Linked DNA regions of Mus musculus: region 2 is linked to region 1. Evidence: chromatin contacts called from public promoter capture Hi-C data. All regions are on one chromosome and are shown on one strand. Each heading gives the region's core, a stretch centred on a gene start, on an enhancer-like site or on the middle of the called end of the contact. The rest is flanking DNA. Distances are from core to core; before and after follow the strand shown.

Region 1 (6,025 bases), core at 2,512-5,011:
ACAACCACCCATAATGAGATCTGACACCATCTTCTGGTGAGAATGAGCAAACAACGGAATTAGGTTTCTGTGTCTACTGGATGATGTTGTGGTGGTCAAAAGCCATCACATGGGCCCTGCCTCTCATTGATCATGGGCTTAGACAAGGCACCATAACATTGTTCACAGGTAGAGTTGTGAAGCACTAACTTTAGAACCTGGTCTGGAGGAATATGAGCCTGCCCCAGCCCTATGGTGCCCATCTTATAGATAAGAAAATGGCACAGCTTACTGAAGAGCCCGCTCTCACATTAATGGCTTTTCTACCCCCACCAATGGTACTAGGGACGAAACCCATGGCCTCATGCATGCTAGGCAAGCATCACCTATCTCCTTCTCTTAAGTTATTATTAGCTTTGAACTCACTCTAGTCCAGGCTTTGCTTGAGCTTGTATCCTGCTACCCCAGTCTCCTATGTAGCTGGGATTACAGGTCAGTCACTAAGCCAGTCCAGCTGAGGGTCCTTTTCCTACACTGAGCTGCCAAATACACAGTGCATGTGGGCAGCGGGCAGGCCATCAAGGTTTCTCATAACCTGTAGCCTGGCTTTATCTTTGCTTCTAAGAGGTCTTTGGTGAGCTGCCTACAATTCCTTATCTCTGGCGGCTTTGCAGAGTAGAGGCAGGAAAGCAATAGGTGGGAGACCAGTTACTTTCTGGCTGATCTGGGATGGCAGACTCCGTTAGGCATCTCCACAATACTGGAACCTGTAAGAAGAAATCCCCACCTCTCCTTTCCACCACCAGGGAGCAATGAGCCTGCAGTCTCAACAAGGGCCAGCATCTAGATGTGGGGTTTCTGATCATCAGGTGGCAGTGGGTCTGGCAGCCGTATGTCCGGCGCCATCATCACTCACCAGCTGGAGTCAGGCTGCACAACTTACTTTCCTTTACTTTAGTACAACCAGTTTAAACGTATCCTGGACTAGCTTACAATTGAGTGAGACTCAGACTGTGGTTGTTTTATTCGGCTTTGACAATTACTGGGAGTTACTCCTAATCTGCTCTTCTAAGTGCTGGCCTGGCTACCTCCCCAGTGGTGCACCTCAGATACTTGCTGTTTCTCCTGGTCACATGCTCATGATCCATCTCCCTTCATGGTGGCTTCCTCCTCTCCTCTCATTCTTTCTCCTTCTCTTCCTGGTCTCTCTTCTCCACCCTCAACCAGGTAACTCAAAACCCACCTACCTCTAGCCTCTCCAGTAATTAGCTGTAGACAATTTTATTTAACCAATCATTTTTTGTTTGTTTTTGTTTTTGTTTGTTGAGACAGGGTTTCTCTGTGTAGCTCTGGCTGTCCTGGAACTTACTCTGTAGACCAGGCTGACCTGTCTCTGCCTCCCAAGTGCTGGGATTAAAGGCATGGGTCACTACTGCCAGGCTAACCAATCATTTTAAATCAAGGAACAAGGTTTGCACAACAAAAGTGTGTAAATGTGAGAATTCACTTGTAGGCCTAGATCTTCAGGTACAGAATTTAGCATTACAATCCATTGCAACAGACCAAACATTAACACTTTATGCCACAGTGCAGACAGTTGTTAATACTACTGGCACACAGGCATTACCTGGTGGGCTAGCTCTAGTGACCATTACTTAGTGTTGTCTTTGTTTCTGTTTCTAGTGGGAGACGATATATTGGCCCTTTTCTCCCCATATACCTTCTTAGCCAGCCATCTCCAGGGCTGCTGGACAGAGGGACAGCTTTTCAGCGGGTGATAGTGAATGTCTTCCAGGCTCCCAGGACAGAGAAGTAGCTCACAGCGTCATGCTTGCTGGTCCACCTAGCTCAGCCTGCAGCCCCCAGAGTGCCCTATCATGCTGGTCTGGTCAGCACAATGCAGAGCTGCCTAAGAGGGCCTTCTAGGTCACTCAGGCCTACAGGCAGAACGGCATCCTGAGGTCTTGTTAGAGTTTTCAGCATCACCACCTTTCCCAGACACAGACGAGCATTGGGAATAGCTTCTTGAGACAGTGTTCCTTCCTTGGTGTCCCTTACTTTGTGGTACTTTTCCTTTTTGGTTGCCTAAGATGACATAGTATACTCTAGCAGTTGGGAACACTACTTCAATGGAGACACCCTGGTTCCATTGGCCTTTAATTTGCTTATTTATTTTAACGATTTATCTTATTATTTTAAAAGTATAGGTGTGTGCCGTTTTTAAGTGTGTGTGTGTGTGTGTGTGTGTGTGTGTGTGTGTGTGTGTGTGTGTGTGTGTTTGCAGGTGGCCATGGAGTCCAGAAGAGGAGATCAGATCCTCAGGAGCCAGAGGTACTGTGAGCTACCTGACACAAACCCTTTCAGGTCCTCTGCAAGAGCAGTACACGTTTTTAACTACTGAGCCATCTCTCCAGCAACCTTTTAAAAAATGCTGCCCAGGATGCTTCGGAGATGCAGGTACTCTCCCGGAGCATTGTGGGGATGTTTTACAGGGACTGTAGCTATTTCATATGCTCCCACACGTCATTCATTAGCTGCCACTCACAGACAAGGCCATTACCACTCACAGGAACTTCTCTCAAGGTAGTGGGATGTTACTGTGGCATGGCATACGGTAAGGTGGGACCCAGAGGAGAAGGCAGAGATGAAAGAGAAGCATGCGTAGCAGTAGAGGTACTAGCGGATTTTTTCAGTCTTACTCCCTCCTCCTCCCACCTTCCACTCCCCTGATCCTGTCTCCCTAGGTTCCGGGTATATGAGTTCTGATTTAGCCATTCCTTTCGTGTTTGCCAAATGTGGAGGTGCAAAAAGAAAGTCAGAAAGGAAGGTATAGGACGCCACAAAAGGCCTTCCCAGTGGATAGAAAAAGCTCACAAAGTTGTCAGGCAGGATACTAACAAGCCGTTCTGAGCCTAAGCACAAAAGCTTGGCGGCGGCGAGGCGCCTTTGTCTCCTAGTCACCTGCACTGGTTTCATTCAAACCTGTGTTTGGATGGCCCTGGAGTTCAGGCTAAGTCCTGAGCACTCGAGAGCCCGTGGTCAATGAGAAGGTGAGGTGGCCTTCTTCCCAGATTCTCTTGGCTGCTGCCTTAGTATTCGAAATCATGAATAGTCTCAGGTACTGGAGCCAAGGCTCACAGAGAAACGCAACCTCAGCTGCTTCCTCCCGGAGACTCTCACCCCACCCCCACCCCAAGGTCTCAGCAGTCCGCTCTTCTCAGCTCCTGAATGAACCTGCATTTCCTCTGCCCAGCTGGGGCTCAGGCTTCCTGTGGGCTCAGCCTTTACGGTTGTCTTCCCGGGGCCTTTGATGGGCTCAGGAAATTGTATCAGACAGAAGATGGGGCGGCAATCAATTAAAAAAAAAAAAAACGTTTCTAAGAAAAACGAATCTAGGCTTTGAACAAGAGTTGTTTGTGTAACATATGCCCTAATGTCCATGGAACAATATATCTAATTTCTAGCTCCTTTCTCGCCCCTCCCCATCTTAACAAGAAAGGAAATCGATTTTTAACCTTCTGATTCCCAGCATACTGACGATCCAGGAGCAAAGATTGCCTTTACTTTTAACCCATTCATCAGATATTACCCTCCCTTTTCTCTGCCCGGCTTCGTTTCTCCCGGCTACTAGTTAGTATATTCACGGTGCATGACTCATGAAGCTGCAGCCTGATTGGATGAAAACCAAATCGCACCCCCCACACCCCCACCCCCGCGCCGCCCCAAACGGGTCAGTCAATTACAGCTATTCTCGGCTCCATTCACAGATTTATTAGCTCTCACACAACGAGGGAAATTCATTCGGCAAAGTTCATTCATAAAAATTTCAACAGCCTGGGTATCGTCTGCTCAACTCAGCCTTTTGCTGTGCACAGGCTCCTCCTGAAAAAAGCCTGCAGGAGAGTACAGGAGGGAAGGGCGCCCTGAGAAGGGGTGGGCCGGCCGGGATCGGACCCGAGCCACACAGAGGATGCCCGGACCTCAAGCTGGAGGAACAATGCAGACCAGCGCCCGTCGCTAGGACTCCTGGCTGGTGGCCCAGAACCAAGATCCTCCGAGAGAGGGCAGCCGTCATAACCCCAGCCCATACAGAAGGGCCTTTGACTCTTATGCGCTTTTTTATTTTTCCCTTTGAAATGAACAGTCACGGGAACAAATAAAGGGTTAATGGGCTAGTCCCTGCCCCGCCCCGTGGGAGCTGGAGGGGAGCAGGTTTGAAAGTTCCTGTGCGCAGAGGAAAAGGGGGTAAATATTTCTGCTAAGACTAGAGGCGTGGTGGCACCCGCTGCCCCAGCCTGGGGGACGGGACTCCGGGGCGAAGACACCCCCGCTCCCACCCCACCCCACCCCCCGCGCTCCGGGGGCCTCTGCCAGGGCCTGGAAGGGCCGGCCTGCAATCAGAGCTGGGGAGGCGTCCTCCGGGACTGTCATCCTTGAGCAGTCTCGGACCCGGGCTGGTGACCGCCAGAGCAGGAGAGGTGACTGTGGCGTGGGTCTACCGGACTGCGAGGCACTTTAGGCTGCGGTGCCCAGTCTCAGCACTGCTAAGGCTATGCGAGAACGCAGCCAGGACAGCCAGGCAGGACTCACGCTGTATGTAGGACTCTTTGGGCACCTGGGGATGCTTCACAGGACCAAGTACAGCCGCTTTCGGAACGAGTCCATCACGTCTTTGGACGAAGGGAGCCCCGGAGGCTCCGTTGGAAACAAGGGCTCGTCGCCGCCTCCCTACCCAGCCCTGGCCCCTCACCTGCCGACTGAGGATGCCACTGTGTCCAGCCAGGAGAGCCCCACGGCGCTGTGCACCTTGATTCCCCGTATGGCAAGCATGAAGCTGGCCAACCCCATCACTTTTCTGGGTCTGAAAACCTTCTGCTTGGGTACGAAACAGGTGAGCCGGTTGAAGCTCCAAGAGAACCAGGATCAGACTCCAAGCCGTCCAGCGTCCCCAGAATCCAATCTAAACAGGACTGGACCTGCACCTGCACCGGATCCGGACCAGGTGGGACGCAGGCCCACCTCTTTGCGTCCTGATACTTGCCCACTGCCTGGCCCTGGAGAACCAAGCCCCAGGAGCAAGCAGGACGGGCCCCCTCTGCAGCACCTGTTGGGGAACGGTCTGAACTACTGTGTGCGGGTAAGTCCCTTAAGGCCTACTCCCTGAGCACTCACAGGAAGGGCAGCTGTGCTCTCTGCGGGGACTTCGATTTAACCTGGCTGGGCTCTAGATTACAAGACATACCGCTGGATCAACCGAAGGGAGAGTTGGCCTTAGAGATTTCCTACAGGGATCTGACACATGCCAGAGTCAGATCCACTTTGCTCCAAGGGTGTGAGCCATTGCTAACCCATAGGCAGCTGTTGGCTCAGACATAGCTTCTCATAGAGACAGATAAGATGGCAACTGAGACGTGGTATAAAAGGGATTTGACGTGGTTTTATTTATTTATTTATTTATTTTGGAATCGACATTTCAATGTTCAGCAATTGATGCATCTGTGAGAGTACTCAGGGACTCTGGGACAGGGGAGCCGGGTGTAGCTGGGTTCTGAGATTTATGAGAAGGTGTATCTATGGTAGAAAGGTTGATTCAGGACAGGCGCAAGAGTAGATCAAAGTCACTGTGGGGTCTTCGGGGAAGCTTGGGGTTTGTCCTGGAGAGGGCACGGAGAGGTGGAGGTGACGGCTAGCACAGTCCCCAGGGACTGAACAAATTAGAACAGGGAAGAAAGGGAGGTCATCAAAGCTCTTCAAGGGCCAAACAGAGAGGCTATAAACACTGGTGAGCAAGATCCTCATAGGTCCGCAGGCATATCGTGAATGTAGGTCTTAAAAGATTCATCTGATGATTTATTTAACTTGTGCTGAAGCAGGAAGAGATCCTCGAGGCCAGTGAGAATGCTTGCTGTTCTTCATGGAGGGTGTAGCTGAGTTAGGATGAAGACTAGAGAATGAAGAATAACTTCCAAAGTTAAGTCCTGGATGATACTCAGGATGCCAGAGTCAGCAGAGTCAATTGGGAAGGGGACTCATCAGTTTGCACTTG
Region 2 (5,760 bases), core at 758-3,257, 1.3 Mb before region 1:
CAGACAGACAGACAGACACAGTCTTCCTGACCTCTACTCTTCCTCATCCTCCTCAGCCCATCTTCCCTCTCGCTGTCTACTGCACACACCAGTGTGGTCAACTCTGATGCTTGCCTGTGCTGGACCTCAGGAAGCACTTAGGGCCTGGCCAACCACTAACTAATACAATGTTATGTTCAAATCACACACTGAGTCGCTGACGTTAAGTGGCTAATTCCGAACTGCTGGTGGGGGCTGCAGAGATGCCACAGGTGAGAATACACAGAGCTCTTGCAAAGGACAGAATTTGGTTCCTCACACCCACTCTGGTGGCTCACAATTGCCTAAAAGTCTAGCTCCAAGGGATCACACACACTCTCCTGGACTCTGAGAGCATCTGCACTCATGTACACATGCCATAAACACACACACACACACAACTTTGAAACAAATCTAAAAACAAAACAAAACTTAGAAGTAATACATCTGGCAGTAATACCACATCTGGCTGTCTGTGCAGTTTCAAACTAAGCCAAAAAAACTATATTCTCTAAATTTTTCAGAGCGGTGGCAGAGGCAGATGGCTCAATGTGTAAAAAGCACAAAGCCGGGTGTGGTGAGGTGGACCTGTGATCCCTGCACTCCTATGGTGAGACAGAACACTCGAAGCTCCCTAGCCAGCCTGCCTGAATATACAACACAGAAACAAGCGTCAAGAGAGATCTCACCTACTAGGTGGAAGGTAAGGACTAAGACCCAAAGCTGTTCTCGGAAGCCTATACATGTGCCGTGGGTCCGTGCATCCTCACATACCAGCACATACACATTCTCTCAGTACATACATGTACACACAAAATACTTACTTGCCCTCTCATACAAATTAGCAACAGAAAAGCACGAAGAGATGTTAAGTACACGAATAATGATTAAGGGATGTTCAGCAAGCCCTGCCACACACCAGCTTCCAGTGAGAACACAAGCCCGTTTTAAACCTTTAAAGGCATCTTGTTTCTCTTCTCCATGCTGCAGGCATTTACACTGCACTGTAGTTACTTATTTATGTTAAGTCTAAAATGGACAGAAAATAGACAGAAAAGTGTTTTGCTATTTTCATTACTTAACATATAGTTGTGCTTGATAAATACTTGCTGAAGAAAGTATGACACAATATTATGTTTTTAAGACAAACACTCCTTGAGGCTTTGAGTCAGTACCATACAAAGTACGTGGGAACTTAATAACTTCTATAGTAACTACTAGTTTTCAAAGCGCGTCTTTGCCCAACCCGTTGGTCTAGACTAAACCTCAAGCTCTGCAAAGATTAACAGCCCTGTCAGGGGTGGGAATGAGGGTTGTCTGTCCGAGTACGTGATGCTTCCAAATAGAAAAATTAAAACTCAAGAGGGAGCCGGGCAGTGGTGGCACAAGCCTTTAATCCCAGCACTTGGAAGGCAGAGGCAGGCGGATTTCTGAGTTCGAGGCCAGCCTGGTCTACAGAGTGAGTTCCAGGACAGCCCGGGCTACACAGAGAAATCCTGTCTCGAAAAATCAAAACAAAACAAAAATCTCAACAGGGAGGAGAAACTTGGTAGGAGCCTATAGCTCAGGCTTTAGGTCATACTGGCTTTTTTCACTCGATTGACAGCTCATGTAATCCTCAAAGCACCCCATGAGAAAACACACGGAGGGTCTTCGGGCCTCCAAATCAGAAAGCCGGCCTCCTGAGGTCGGTCGGTACAGGCAACTTGAGGCGGACGCCCGGCTGCGTCCATCCAGCGGACCGATGTCTCCGGCCCCGCCGCCCCACCCCATCCCGCCCAGCCAACCCCGCCGCATACGTGCTTGGATGAGAGTGCAGTGACGCCACGGATGAGGCCGCCCAGCCTGGAGAAGAAGGGTGCTCTGGAGGCCGCAGGTCCTCCCAGCTGGTTCTGCAGGAAGAGCCCCGGCAGTGCGGTCAGCGTCCTCTCCACCATGTCGCTCATCGCTGCCTCCCTACGAGGCTACTTCGCGCTGACTCTCCCGGCCTCCGTAGTCACTTCCGGCGTTTTGAATAAGAAATCTTTATTCGCGCCGGAGCAGGACGAGCAGGATGAAGTTCCGGGAAACACCGCCTGGGGGCGCACGAGTCTAGGAGGAGAGAGGAGTTCTCTGGAGACATGAAGTTCATGATCATTCTATTAGCGGTGAAATGTGTGTGCATGATCTTGTATTTTCTCGAACTTCCCAAGGTTAATGAATTCGTGCCATTCCCCTGTCCCAGCCTCCAAGTGCTGGGATTACAAACCTGACCTACCATCTTTATAGTGTTCTTAACACCTGTAGGAGCTCTTATCTCTGAAACTTTGTCTGTGATAAGTGAAATTTTTTTCTTAAATCTTGAAGTTGTTCTTGTACCTACACCTCAACAAAAGAAAAAGTTTGCCTGACAGAATAGTTATGCAAAGATAAAGTTTAGGGCTGGTGAGATGGCTCAGTGGGTAAGAGCACTGTCTGCTCTTCCAAAGGTCCTGAGTTCAAATTCCAGCAACCACACGGTGGCTCACAACCATCCATAATGAGATCTGACGCCCTCTTCTGTTGCGTGTCTGAAGACAGCAACAGGGTACTTATTTATAATAATAAATAAATCTTTTTTTAAAAAAGTTTAATTTATTGAAAAATCTCAATATTTAAATTATTTAAAACAGATTTTCTTTAGAATTTAATATTTTATGCCTACGTAAAGTTTTGTTTACTGTGTGTGTGTGTATGTGTGTGTGTGTTTTTTTAACTTTAGGCCCTTTCACTAGTTTAAATTAGAAAACTTACTTTCCAGCCATGTAGTGGTTGTTGCCTGAAATCCCAGCCCTTGAGACTGGAAGGAGGAGCAAGAAAATTCAAGGGCATCACCGGCTCCATATCAAGTTCAAAACAAACCTGAGTTATATGAAACCCTGTCTTAACTTTCCCCATCCCCCAATTTTTTTCTTCCACCTAAAAAATATGCTGGGGAAAGCTGATACATTTCTGACTCGGGTGAAAGGAACGCGGCTACACTGCCAAAAAGTAAAGTGAAACTTTCCTTCCCCTGGCCTGGGTGATGTTCACTATCCCCCTTAGTCCGTCTTATCCAATAGAGCTTTTTCAAATTGTGCTGTGGTGCCAGTAAAACAGGGTCATTGTTTGGACCAAAGTTTAAAGGAAGAAAAATTACACATTTGAAACAGAGACATGGTAGGCTATATAAAAAGCAAAACTCTGTTGTTCCTGCTTTTCAAGCAGCACTAAAACTTCTTTTTTTTATTTATTTTTTTTTCTATTTTTTATTAGGTATTTAGCTCATTTACATTTCCAATGCTATACCAAAAGTCCCCCATATCCACCCACCCCCGCACTAAAACTTCTTACACAGCTTTCATTAGCATACTGAATTGGCTAGAAAATTATGCAACAGCTTAAAAGGCTCAAAAATGCCAAACCTGTAGGTCGTGGCCATAGAACAGCTTTAGAAACCACAAGGAGGTGGTCAGTGACCTGAGAGGGAGCCAATAGGCAAGGTGATTCCTTGGTACTGCGGAAGCGGGGTCTAGACAGCTTAAAAGAATTCAATTTAGAGCTGTATGAGGTGGCATACACTTTAATCCCAGCACTCAAAAGGCAGAAGCAGGTGGATCTCTGAGTTCTAAGCCAGCCAGGGCTATACAGAGAAACGCTGTCTCCAAACGTCAAAAGCCAAAAATAAATAAATAAATAATTCGGCCTAGGACTTCAGCCAGGCATAGTGGCACAAACAGGCCTTTAATCACAGTGCTGGGAGGCAGAAGCAGGTGGATCTCTGTGAGTTCGAGGGCATCTAGGTCTACATAGTCAGTTAAGAGCCGCCCAAGGCTGTCTGGAGATTTTGTCCCAAAACAAAACAAAAACCACTACAAAAAGTTCCATTGTTATACACAAGTGGGCGCCAGCGGAACGGCCATTGGCCCTAACTCAGACTTCCCAGCTCTTGGCTCTATAACTCATGTACATTGAATTTCAGGTCCAGGTTCTTTAACAACAAAGAAAAAAAAACCAAAACAACAACAACAAAACAGAAATCTCAAAGTCCCTTTTGTTTTACTTTTCTTTCTTGAGAGGAGGAAATTTACTTGGAGGAATATCAGCTTGCTCTGAAATCTGAAAGTGTATTGGGGAGAGCCAAATTGGGCTCTCCAGGGGAGAGGCAGCGGCTGCAGCCAAAAGAAATGGCTTTTAGGCATTAGATGGCTCAGAGTTAGGAGCAGGTGCAGCTGTGGCAGAGGACCGGGGTTCAATTCTCAGCAAAGGCAACTCACACCACCTGTAACTTCAGTTTTAGGGGATTCAACAACCTCTTCTGTCTCTGAAGACATCTGCACACCTGGGGTGAACATGCATACACATAGGCACACACATAAAAACATAAAAATAAAATAAATAAATCGTGTACAGAGAAGAAAGGGAGAGCTGAAAGAAGTGGTTCCATTTGCCTGCCCCAGGGTGAGACACGCTGTTCATCTCCTCTCCCGCTGTGAGCAAGTCACACGTCACACAGAACTTTGCCTGTATTTTGTTTTCTCTGCTTTGACTCCTAACCTGGAGGCTGTGTCCACAGTGTTCCCCACTCCCCCGTGCAACCCGAATCAGCCTGGCATTCGCTGGAAGAGTTCTGTGTTCACTGGATAAATCCCTCTACAGCAGATTCTTTGTGGTGAAAATCTCTATTTAGCTATAAGTCTTCCGTGTCTCAGCTTATATTGTCTAAGTAGTTTAAACCACGGTCTGTGAGACGAAACGATGTTCTGTTCCACGCTGCGTATTTAGACAGTCCAGTTGAACTACCTGTAAAGAGATTTAATCTACAATTGTTTTTGCTTTTCCCCAAGCAGCTTAAGAAAGAAACAGAATTAAAAAAAAAAAAAAAAAAAAAGAAGAAACAAAACAACAACCAAAAAACCTAGGGCACTCTATGCTCTTTGAGCATCTTCCTATGCGCACCCATCTTAGCAGCTCAGCGCCCAGGATGTCTTTGTAAGGACTTTTCCTAACCATCTACAAGATCCAGGATGAGGAAAAGAAAAAAGCTCCATTTAGAATGCCCAGTGCGGAGTGGGACAGAAAGAGGCCAGGGCTCAGCCGGGAATCAAGCTAAGCTAACAGGAGTAAAGTAACCCTGGAAGTTCTGTTCCACCGGAGGGGATCTGGAGGCTGTGCTGACTAACGAGAATCAGGGCTTTAAAAACTGCTTGGCCTCGGGCTGGGGAGATGACTCCGTGGGTTAAAGGCACTCCCCAGAACCCACATGGTGGAAGGGGAGGACTCCCACAAGCTGTCCTCAGACTCCCACATGGGTAAGAAAGCACACACACACACACACACACACACACACACACAAACACACAAACTGAAGTAACCCTGATACAAAATTTAAAATCAGTAACTCACAAATTATTCCATCAGGAAACAAAATCGCTGCAAGCCCTGGACGAAAGGTTACACTCCTCAGAAAAGGAAAAAACAAAACAAAACAAAACAAACAAACAAACAAAAAACCCCAAAAGAAGCGCCTCTTCCAGAAAAGAATGCAGAGGCATCTGCAAGATCCTGAGAGGCAAGGAGCCTGGAGCAGGGAGGGTAGAACTGGGGAAGACAGAGAAACTTCCAGAAACTTCCAGGATCTCTCATGTTGAAAGTATGAAGTGATAAAAGCCCCAAACTAGGACCAGAAAACTTGGGGTGAAGTCATCACTCTTACAAAATGTTTGACCTTTACCGATCTGAGTC

The links. Promoter capture Hi-C pulls out the DNA fragments that hold promoters and counts their contacts.
Region 2: a contact with region 1 is called in a promoter capture Hi-C map of stem cell-derived epiblast-like cells, with 3 times the contacts expected there. The contact joins the promoter of Ap4e1 here to the promoter of Shc4 in region 1. A contact is called at or near these places in 2 of 39 promoter capture datasets (embryonic stem cells and stem cell-derived epiblast-like cells) and 1 of 115 datasets of contacts at active chromatin or transcription factors (astrocytes).

Annotation. Positions count from the first base shown.
Region 1 is chr2:125,721,884-125,727,908 of GRCm38.p6, reverse strand. It overlaps Shc4 (SHC (Src homology 2 domain containing) family, member 4), which reads left to right and starts at 3,761. Exons shown (of 12, transcript NM_199022.2): 1 at 3,761-5,116. The coding sequence starts at 4,532.
Region 2 is chr2:127,004,958-127,010,717 of GRCm38.p6, reverse strand. Ap4e1 (adaptor-related protein complex AP-4, epsilon 1) reads right to left here and starts at 2,007. Exons shown (of 21, transcript NM_175550.3): 1 at 1,818-2,007. The coding sequence starts at 1,964.